Regions from separate parts of the Mus musculus genome. Here region 2 is linked to region 1. The links are chromatin contacts, called in public HiChIP or PLAC-seq maps. All regions are on one chromosome and are shown on one strand. The core of a region is the stretch at or near the end of the contact, and the rest is flanking DNA. Distances in the headings are between cores, read along the strand shown. Region 1 overlaps Noxred1 (NADP+ dependent oxidoreductase domain containing 1). Region 2 holds the start of Sptlc2 (serine palmitoyltransferase, long chain base subunit 2).

Region 1 (4,132 bases), core at 788-3,287:
AGGATTCTGGGTCTGTCGTGCAGCTTTCTAAGTGCATAGGGAGAAGCAGTTTGTTTAGAAGCTTCAGCACCTGTGAGTGAAACACGCTCCTTGACGTACAGGCATTGATGAGGGCATAGCACAGCCCCTCTATCCACTTGACATTAAGGATTACTCCCCCTAGACAGGAGGAGAATCACAATGAGCACACGCAACAGTGAGTTGCAGGGAACCTGAAAGAAAAAATGACTCAAGAAACCCAGAGAGTGACTGTGAAGCCACCTTCTCTCCTACATTGGTTGTCAGTATGACAGGAGATGAAGGGACACTCTTTACTCCCTGGGAAGAGGCCCATTTGCCCTTTACAGCACAATGTGTGTTGATCACAGCAAAGGGAAGCAGATAGGGCTAAGACAGACAGGGCTAATGACAAAGGTCCCTGCCCACAGCAGGGAGGAACTAGGGAAGACTGCAAGATTAAAGGGAACACCCCCCTGTCTTTTTTTTTTTCGTCCCAGACATTGAATTCTCCTGGGTTTTGTTTTGTTTTGTTTTTTGTTGTTTTTCTTTGTTTTGTTTTGGTTGGTTTTGATCTTTTTAAAATTTTTTTATTTTTTTGAGACAGGTTCACATGTAGTTTTAGCTGCCTTCAAACTGGTTATATAGCCCAAGAGTCTCGATACCCTGATTCTCCTGTCTCCTCCTCTCCAAGGCTGGAGTTATAGGCATGTACCACCAAGCCCAGCTCATTCTCTTGTTCACATAGCTATTTCCCCTGGTTGTTTCTAGCCCAGACTTAAGGATCCACAAATTAGGCTACTCCATTCTGCCCAACAAAGGTTGCTTTTTCTTACCAAGCTCTTTGCATTCCAAACTCAAATAACTAAGAATGTATCTGCTTTGTGCTTTACAGACACAGACATACACACACACACACACACACACACACACACACACACACACACACACACACAGAAAGAGAGAGAGAGAGAGAGAGAGAGAGAGAGAGAGAGAGAGAGAAGGTAATTGTCGAAAGAATGCCAGAAATAGTTACACAGTTGTGCCATTACCAAGATTATTGTAGGGGCAGGTACCCCGGATAATCGTTGTATCTTGGAGAGCAATTGGGACCTCCTCATTCTCTCCCCAGATGTTGTCATAATCCTCAGCAAATTGGTACTGGGGCCTCAGGATATTGGTGTGGTTCAGTAAACTTTTCAACCTGGAAGCCACAAAGACAGGGAATACAGACTGGAATAAGTGACTTTCCAATCTACTGCATCTGAATTCAGGCCAAACCCCAGACTCTCCCCTGCAAGCCACTGCTCAGGCAACAAGCTATGGGCCCACTGTGCGCTCAGGGCACTGATTAGATTGTTCAACCATCCACCTAATATTTACTGAATGTTATCTTGTGCCTAGCTCTTGGCTAGATGCAAGACTACAAAACAAAAACAAAAACAAAAACAAAAAAACCCAATGTTTGGCATGTATTTTTAGTAGCTTCTCATGTTGTTCTCTGGTGTCTTCTCATTGATGCCCCAAGTGGGAATGGAGTACTGGAAAGCAGCAGGCCATTAATATTTTAGGCAGGGAAAGTCATCCAAACCCCAAGTGCTGTTTGTGTAAAACTGGAGGAAGACAGAACTAGAAAGGCTGGCGGGGTCTTTCTGCAGGTCAAGCTGCCTCCTCCTCCTCATTACTGAGCATGCCTAACTCCAAGAGGTAGGCCAAGAGGCTATGAGTTCCGCTCTCATCCTGACAAGATACCTGGGTAGCGGAATGGCGGATACAAAGCTGTACACGGTGCAGTGCTTGTTGAGTTTGGATTGAATTTCTAGGCAGATATTAGGCAGCTGGGCAGGCAGACAGCAGAGGAACAACACTTTGGCCCAGCTCGCCACAGCAGCGTTGTCATAGACGCACCGGACCCCTAGTTTCCGTAACTCACCTGGGAGGGAGAAAGAACACAATAATGCAGAGAAGTTTGACCTGCACATCAGCTGTGGGGAGAGGATGGCGGTAAGGGTGTTTCAGGAAGCAGCTTAAGTCACGTGGCCACAGAAACCAGCCGCTGGTTCCTGGAAGCCTCTGTGAGCTTAAGCCCCACCCCCACTCCCCAATAACCCCTTTGCGAAAGCAGCTGGTACCACTGAGGCAGAGACTGGGCTTCTTATGTGATTGCTGTTGCTTTGATTTTGGAACAAATGCTGGATGTTTTTATTTTTGGAGGCATGTGCCACCGCCTTCCAGCTTGGAATCTTATCTCTAATGGGCATATAATAGGAATGTAACATGAGCTTAAAATCACCTTTTTATAATAAGATTAATCTTTCATGGAAATATATCTTAAATCCGGAGAAGAAAGTAAAGGGGGCGGGGGAAGCACAAAGCACTCACAACTGTAGCTCTGCCTCATCTCCTCCCCAGAATGCCCAGACACCAGCGACACAAACTGCCCTGATAAGGTCAGACACACTAGGAAGTGCTCTCAAAGCCAGCCGGGTGACAGTGAAAGGGCTTAAAAATCTTTATTTTAAAGAATGCTAAATGATACGAAATGCACTTCCGATGCATCAGGTGAAAAGCCAGTATACAATATACTTCAAAAAAGGGTGGGGTGGGGGAACGACGATAGCCTGGTTAAAAAGAGTATGGATGGTTATCCTTTCTTCCAGGGTAATTTGTCTACAGTATGCATACTGCTTTGCAATGTTATTTTGCATTTTATTGTAGTGTAATTTACATACAGTACCACATGGAACTCTGAAGTATACAGCTTGAACAGTTTTGATAAGGGCATACATCCATGTAGCCCACAGCTCCCTCTAGACCAGCAGTTCTCAACCTTCCTAATGCTTCAACCCTTTAATACAGTTCCTCATGTTTTTGTGACCCCAAACAATAAAATTTATAGCCGGGCGTGGTGGTGCACGCCTTTAATCTCAGCACTCGGGAGGCAGAGGCAGGTGGATTTCTGAGTTCGAGGCCAGCCTGGTATACAAAGTGAGTTCCAGGACATCCAGGGCTATACAGAGAAACACTGTCTCGAAAAACCAAATAAATAAATAAATAAATACATACATACATTTATTATTATTGTTATTGTTGTATAATTTTTTGTTTTTTGAGATAGGGTTTGGTTTCTCTGTGTAGCCCTGGCTGTCCTGGAACTCACTTTATAGACCAGTCTGGCCTTAAGCTCATAGGGATCTGCCTGTCTCTGCCTCCCGAGTGCAGGGATTAAAGGCATGTGCCATCTGGCCATAAAATTATTTTTGTTGCTACTTCCTAACTGTAATTTTGCCACTGTTGTGAATTGCAATGTAAATATCTGTGTTTTCTGATAATCTTAGTCGTTTGACATTCCCCCTCCAAAGGGATCATGACCTACTAGTTGAGAACCACTACCCTAGATGTAAAGTATTTCCTTCTCCCCAGAATGTTCTTTGGGCCCCTTCTTCACTCCACTTCCTCAAAGACAAATACTGTTCTTGTTTCTATCACATTAGTCAACACCTAGAATCACTGTAAATGTTTGTACTCAGATGACAGTTTTTTAAAATATAAGGCCAAATGTAAATATTTGGTAACTTTTTTTTTCTAGACTAATATTCCAGTTAGATTTAAATACTATATGAACATCCCCCCTCCCCCCCATATCTTATACCCAGAAAGAGGGACAGATATAATAAGTGGAGAAAAGTCGTCTTAACCAACAAGTTTATAATTGAGGGCCAGCCAGCAGGGAAGGCACCTTTTAAGACAGCTTTGTTAATGATATGCAGCCCACACCCACTGTCTAGCATTCCCTGGTCCTCACCCAGGGACTCTGGCCTCCTAGTGGAGATCTGCAGGTTCTCGGCAGGGATAGGGACGGTTTTCAGCAATACATTAGTCAGCTGCTTTCCAAGGTGGCCACACCCAATGATGCCCACGGTTAGCAGTTCATCCTCAGTAGCGGCGTTATCAAATGACACAGTCCGGGGATGTATTGTGCGTGGCAGATTCTGCAATAAGTTGCTGGAGAATAACCAGACACACATAAATATATGTACATGCCATAGTTTTCTTTTATTAAAAAAAGATTTATTTATTTTATGTATATGAGTACACGGTAGCTGTACAGATGGTTGTGAGCCATCATGTGGTT
Region 2 (4,132 bases), core at 999-3,498, 160 kb after region 1:
TTCTATACCTCCACAACGTTGCTCATTAGCCATTTTACACTTCTAGGGAAAACAGCACATTCTTTCATGGCTCATAACAGACTGACTCCTCCCCACATCCCCGTTTTTTGGAGGCAGGGTCCCTCATCGCCCTGCTGTCCTAGAACCCACTATGCAGACCAGGCCAGCCTGAGCTCAGAGATATACCTGCCTGAGGGCTGGGATTACAAACAAGTCATATCAAACTCAGACTGCAAACTGACTCCTAACACACCTCCTCTCACACAATTCTTTTTGAAAGCAATCTTTTGACTCTTAAACACCTTACACACTCAAGGGAGGCCAAGTCTTTTCTGTGCACTCCCACTCCTAACCCTCAACTCTCCCCCAGGGTCATAAGACTTGAAGATAACCCTTTCATACCACAGGATTAACACATCTATCAGAGTTACTGATTCAGGTAGGGGACAGGTTGCTATTGCTTAGTATCTATGTTGAAGATGAAATAGGGTCACTGACCTATCAAAACTACACCAATCACACTCCTGCTAAGGGGAACGAGCAACTTTTAAAACCATTCTTCCCGATATTTGCATAATTGGTTTAAAAAATACTGCCAGGAGCCAGGGGGTAGAGTAGCACATGCCTTGAATCCTAGCACTTGGGAGGCAGAGGCAGGTCTGTGAGTTCGAGGCCAGCCTGGTCAACACAGTGAGTTCCAGGACAGCCAGGGCTACACAGAGAAACCCTGTCTCAGAAAATAAATAAATAAATAAAACTGTCAGGAAAGCCAGGTGTTGGGGTCTTAGTTGCTCTTGGGAGGCAAAGGCAGATCTCTTTTAAGTTGGAAGTCAGGCTTAGTCTACAAAGCAGAACAGCCTGAGAGGGCTGTTACTCAGAGAAACCATGTCTGGAAACAAGCAAAATACTGCTAGGAATTCAGAATTCTGTAAGATAGTTTAGAAGTTCATGGATATGGTTGATGATTCAACTTCAGTTAATTAATACAAGGACTCATGACAACTTACCACTGGATTAAGCAACGCCCTCCACGATAGCTCTATTGCGCCGTGAAGGGGCCACCTAAAATCCTATCTGGATGGTGGGATGGGGGTCTCACCAATCGCACAACGGGACAATTTTCAAGACAAGACCCCCGAGGAGGTTCCCTGCCAAGGTTTTCCCCATAAAGGAAGTCCAGAACGTGATAGGAAGAGGCTGTCCGGTTGTGCTTCCACAACTGCACTGCCTAACTTTCTCAGAGCGTCAGCTTCCTTTTGGGGCTGCAAGACTCTACAGGAAGCATGTACTCGAGGGGACCCGGGCAGGAACCCGAGAAAGTATCGCCGGACTTCGAGGGAAAGATTTCCTCTGCTTCCCACTAGGAGCGGCCTGCACTTTTTTTTTTTTTTTTTTGCGTGATCCACATGGTTAAGAACCAGAGACTTGCAGAGGAAGCCCAGCCTCCAGGGCCCTTCAGAACAGCAAATGCTGAGGAGCCGGGCAGACCTCAGGAGTCCCGCGTGGCTGAGGAGCCCCGGGAGGCTGGAGAGCCAGGCAGAACTAGGGGACACCGCACACCTAAGAAACCAGGTAAACCTTGGGACCCCCGCAGGGCAGAGAACCACAGCTCATCGCTGCGGAGCCGGGTAGTACTGGGAAGGCTCGAATAACTGGAGAAGCGGGCAGAACCGAGGAGCCCCTCACGGTGAGGGAGCCCCACATAGTTGTAGAGTCCCGCGCTGCCCTTGAGTCTCCCTCCCGCTCAGGGGGGAGGCCCAGCCAGCGCCGGCTCCCCGTCGCTCAGCACACCTGAGCCGCGCCCAGCCGCCAGCCGGCCACTGACCGGCCCGCGCGGCTGCCCGTCCTCCCCGGCCCGGCCCGGCCCAGCCCGGGCATCGGCTCGCGGGGGTCCCGGCCCACCGCCCCGATCTCGCCCAGCCTCTCGATCCCATCGTACCTGGCCGGCAGCCGCGACGGTGGCGGTGCTGCTCCTCAAGTACCCGTTCCTCACTTCCCCGTTCTTGACGCAGCCGTTCGCCCGCATCGGGCGGCGGCAGCAGCAGCCTCCGGGCTCCGGCCGCATCCTCCCGGCAGCACCCGGCAGCAGGACAGGCTCTGGAGGTGGCGGCGGAGCCAACTCCCGCTCCGCACCGCACCCACCTCTCCGAAACCGGAAATGGCTGCAGCGCCGCTGCCAATTCCCGGTCCGGCCGTCACGCGAGGGCGGGGCCACCCGAGAAGACGGGGCTCGCCGAAGCCCGGCAGCCGGAGGGAACATGGGGCGGGGTCTATCGGCTATTGACCAATCCAAAGGCGAGAGGGGCGGATCTCATGCTGATTCTGGCGAATTAAGAGCAAGGGAAAAGCGGCTTGCAGACATCAAGGGGACTTCTTCAGAGGAACTCGAGAACTGAGCAATTGATTGGAGCCCTAGCCAGGTCGTAGGTGGAGCTTTGCCGCCTACTGGTCCAGGTTGAGAAGGAGGCGGAGCCCGGAAAGGAACAGCCAATTAGAGTGTGGAGAAAGAAACAGGGGCTGAGCCTATTTCCAGAGCCTGTTCCCGGTTCTCTAGCACTGGTGGTGGTTGCCCTCTGTGCCCTTCCTCCCGAGAGGTTCTCAGGTTGAATCCGAGCCCAAGACAGGCAGCTCCTTTATTTCATTAGCAAATTCCTCTGTGGGTGTTAATAGAATAGCCTTTTTGACAGTCTCTCACTGTTCTTCATTGTGAACTACGCGAACGCCTCGCGCGCACATCACTTGTTTCTATCCGGGTTTTCCTAGGGCAATTTCCTTTGAAGACTTTCCTTGAAAGTCAGGAGACTTGATCTGTTTCCAGATCTTGTGATAACTGAAACTGAAACTTGAGGAATTAACTCCTTTAGGAGCCAAGTTCTTTTAAAATTCTTCCTGCTTCATGGACTCATTTGCCAGAATTACATTAGTAAAGCGCTGGACACCTATCACAATACCTAATCCAAATCAGTAGCAAAAGAAATTGATCTACATTTCAGCATTACAAAGACCTTTAGTTACCCATAAAAAAAAAAATCAATGTCATAATTAAGAGTATGACTCAGTCTAGGTTTGAATCCTGGCTGCCTCACCTACTAGCTGAGTGACCTCTATGTTCCTCTGCTCAGGGGGATAATAACAGTTGCCATAAGAGAATCTAATGAGTTAATGCCTGTAATGTATTTTGCTTAGGACCTGGCAATTAGTAAGTATTCATTAAGTGCTGGTTATTATTAATTGCCGAATGCATCTGTGTGAATCCCTGTGTCACACAACCCCTTCTCCCCTGGAGCTTTAGAACTGCGTTGGCAAGGTTATTTGTTTTGCTTGATTTAGAAGAGGTACTCTTAACAGCAAGTGGAGCAAGGACAAAACTTTCAAGTCACAAACCCTTTGATCTCAAAAGTGAACACGAGAATCAAAAAGAACTCTATGGGGCCTGGAGAGATGGCTCAGCAGTGAAGTACTGGACACTGCTTGTCCAGAGTACCTGGATTTGGTTCTAGCACCCACATGGTGGCTCACAGCTATCTATAACTCCAGTGCCAGAGGAATCAAAGCCTTATTCTGATTTCCCAGGGCACCAGACACAAACTTGGTGCACATACATACATGCAGACAAGACACTCACAGACATAAATTAAAATCTCCTTTTTAAAAGTTTTTTTTTTAAAAAAAAAAAAAAGCTCTGTATGCCTTTAAGCTAAGCATAGTAATGCATTGATACAGTCTCAGCACTCCTGAGGTAGAGGCAGGAGTGTAGATGTTCAAGATAATCTTTGTATATATAACCTGTCCAAGCTAGCCTGGGATATAGGAGTCCCTGTCTTAAACATGATGGGGTGGGGATAAGTAACTCAATCAGTGAAATACTACCAGGAAAACAAGAGGAGTTAAGTCCAGATTTTGAGCATCTAGTTAAAATCCCCATGCTTAGGACACAGAGATGAAAGGGTTCCTAGAGTTCTCTGGCCAGCTGGTCTAACTGAATTGGTGAGTTCCAATGTCAGGCAAAGACCCTGTCTCAAAAATAAGGTAGAGATGATGGGTGATGGTGGCATATGCCTTTGATTCCAGCCCTCAGGAGGCAGAGGCAGGCAGGCAGATTTCTGTGAGTTCAGGCCAGCCTGGTCTACAG

What was found. HiChIP or PLAC-seq counts read pairs in DNA pulled down with a chosen protein or histone mark.
Region 2: an H3K4me3 HiChIP or PLAC-seq map of embryonic stem cells shows a contact between it and region 1, with 15 read pairs. The contact joins the promoter of Sptlc2 here to the enhancer-like site in region 1. A contact is called at or near these places in 6 of 39 promoter capture datasets (the HPC-7 cell line, cranial neural crest, embryonic stem cells and 2 more), 4 of 115 datasets of contacts at active chromatin or transcription factors (the SCID.adh cell line, bone marrow-derived macrophages and embryonic stem cells) and 2 of 9 other capture datasets (adipose tissue and liver).

Annotation. Positions count from the first base shown.
Region 1 is chr12:87,223,109-87,227,240 of GRCm38.p6, forward strand. It overlaps Noxred1 (NADP+ dependent oxidoreductase domain containing 1), which reads right to left. Exons shown (of 8, transcript NM_027744.1): 4 at 3,803-4,002; 5 at 1,750-1,930; 6 at 1,050-1,201; 7 at 1-159. Among named protein-coding and RNA genes, the nearest start is that of Noxred1, 13 kb to the right of the region's middle. Within about 2 kb of position 2,038, at least 20 of the 459 cell types and tissues checked have an H3K27ac peak or open chromatin away from gene starts, as enhancers often do. A contact at or near this core is called in embryonic stem cells, where this site is marked.
Region 2 is chr12:87,386,107-87,390,238 of GRCm38.p6, forward strand. Sptlc2 (serine palmitoyltransferase, long chain base subunit 2) reads right to left here and starts at 2,249. Exons shown (of 12, transcript NM_011479.4): 1 at 1,940-2,249. The coding sequence starts at 2,065. It overlaps Gm33444 (a long non-coding RNA gene), which reads left to right. Exons shown (of 3, transcript XR_381803.4): 1 at 1-1,572.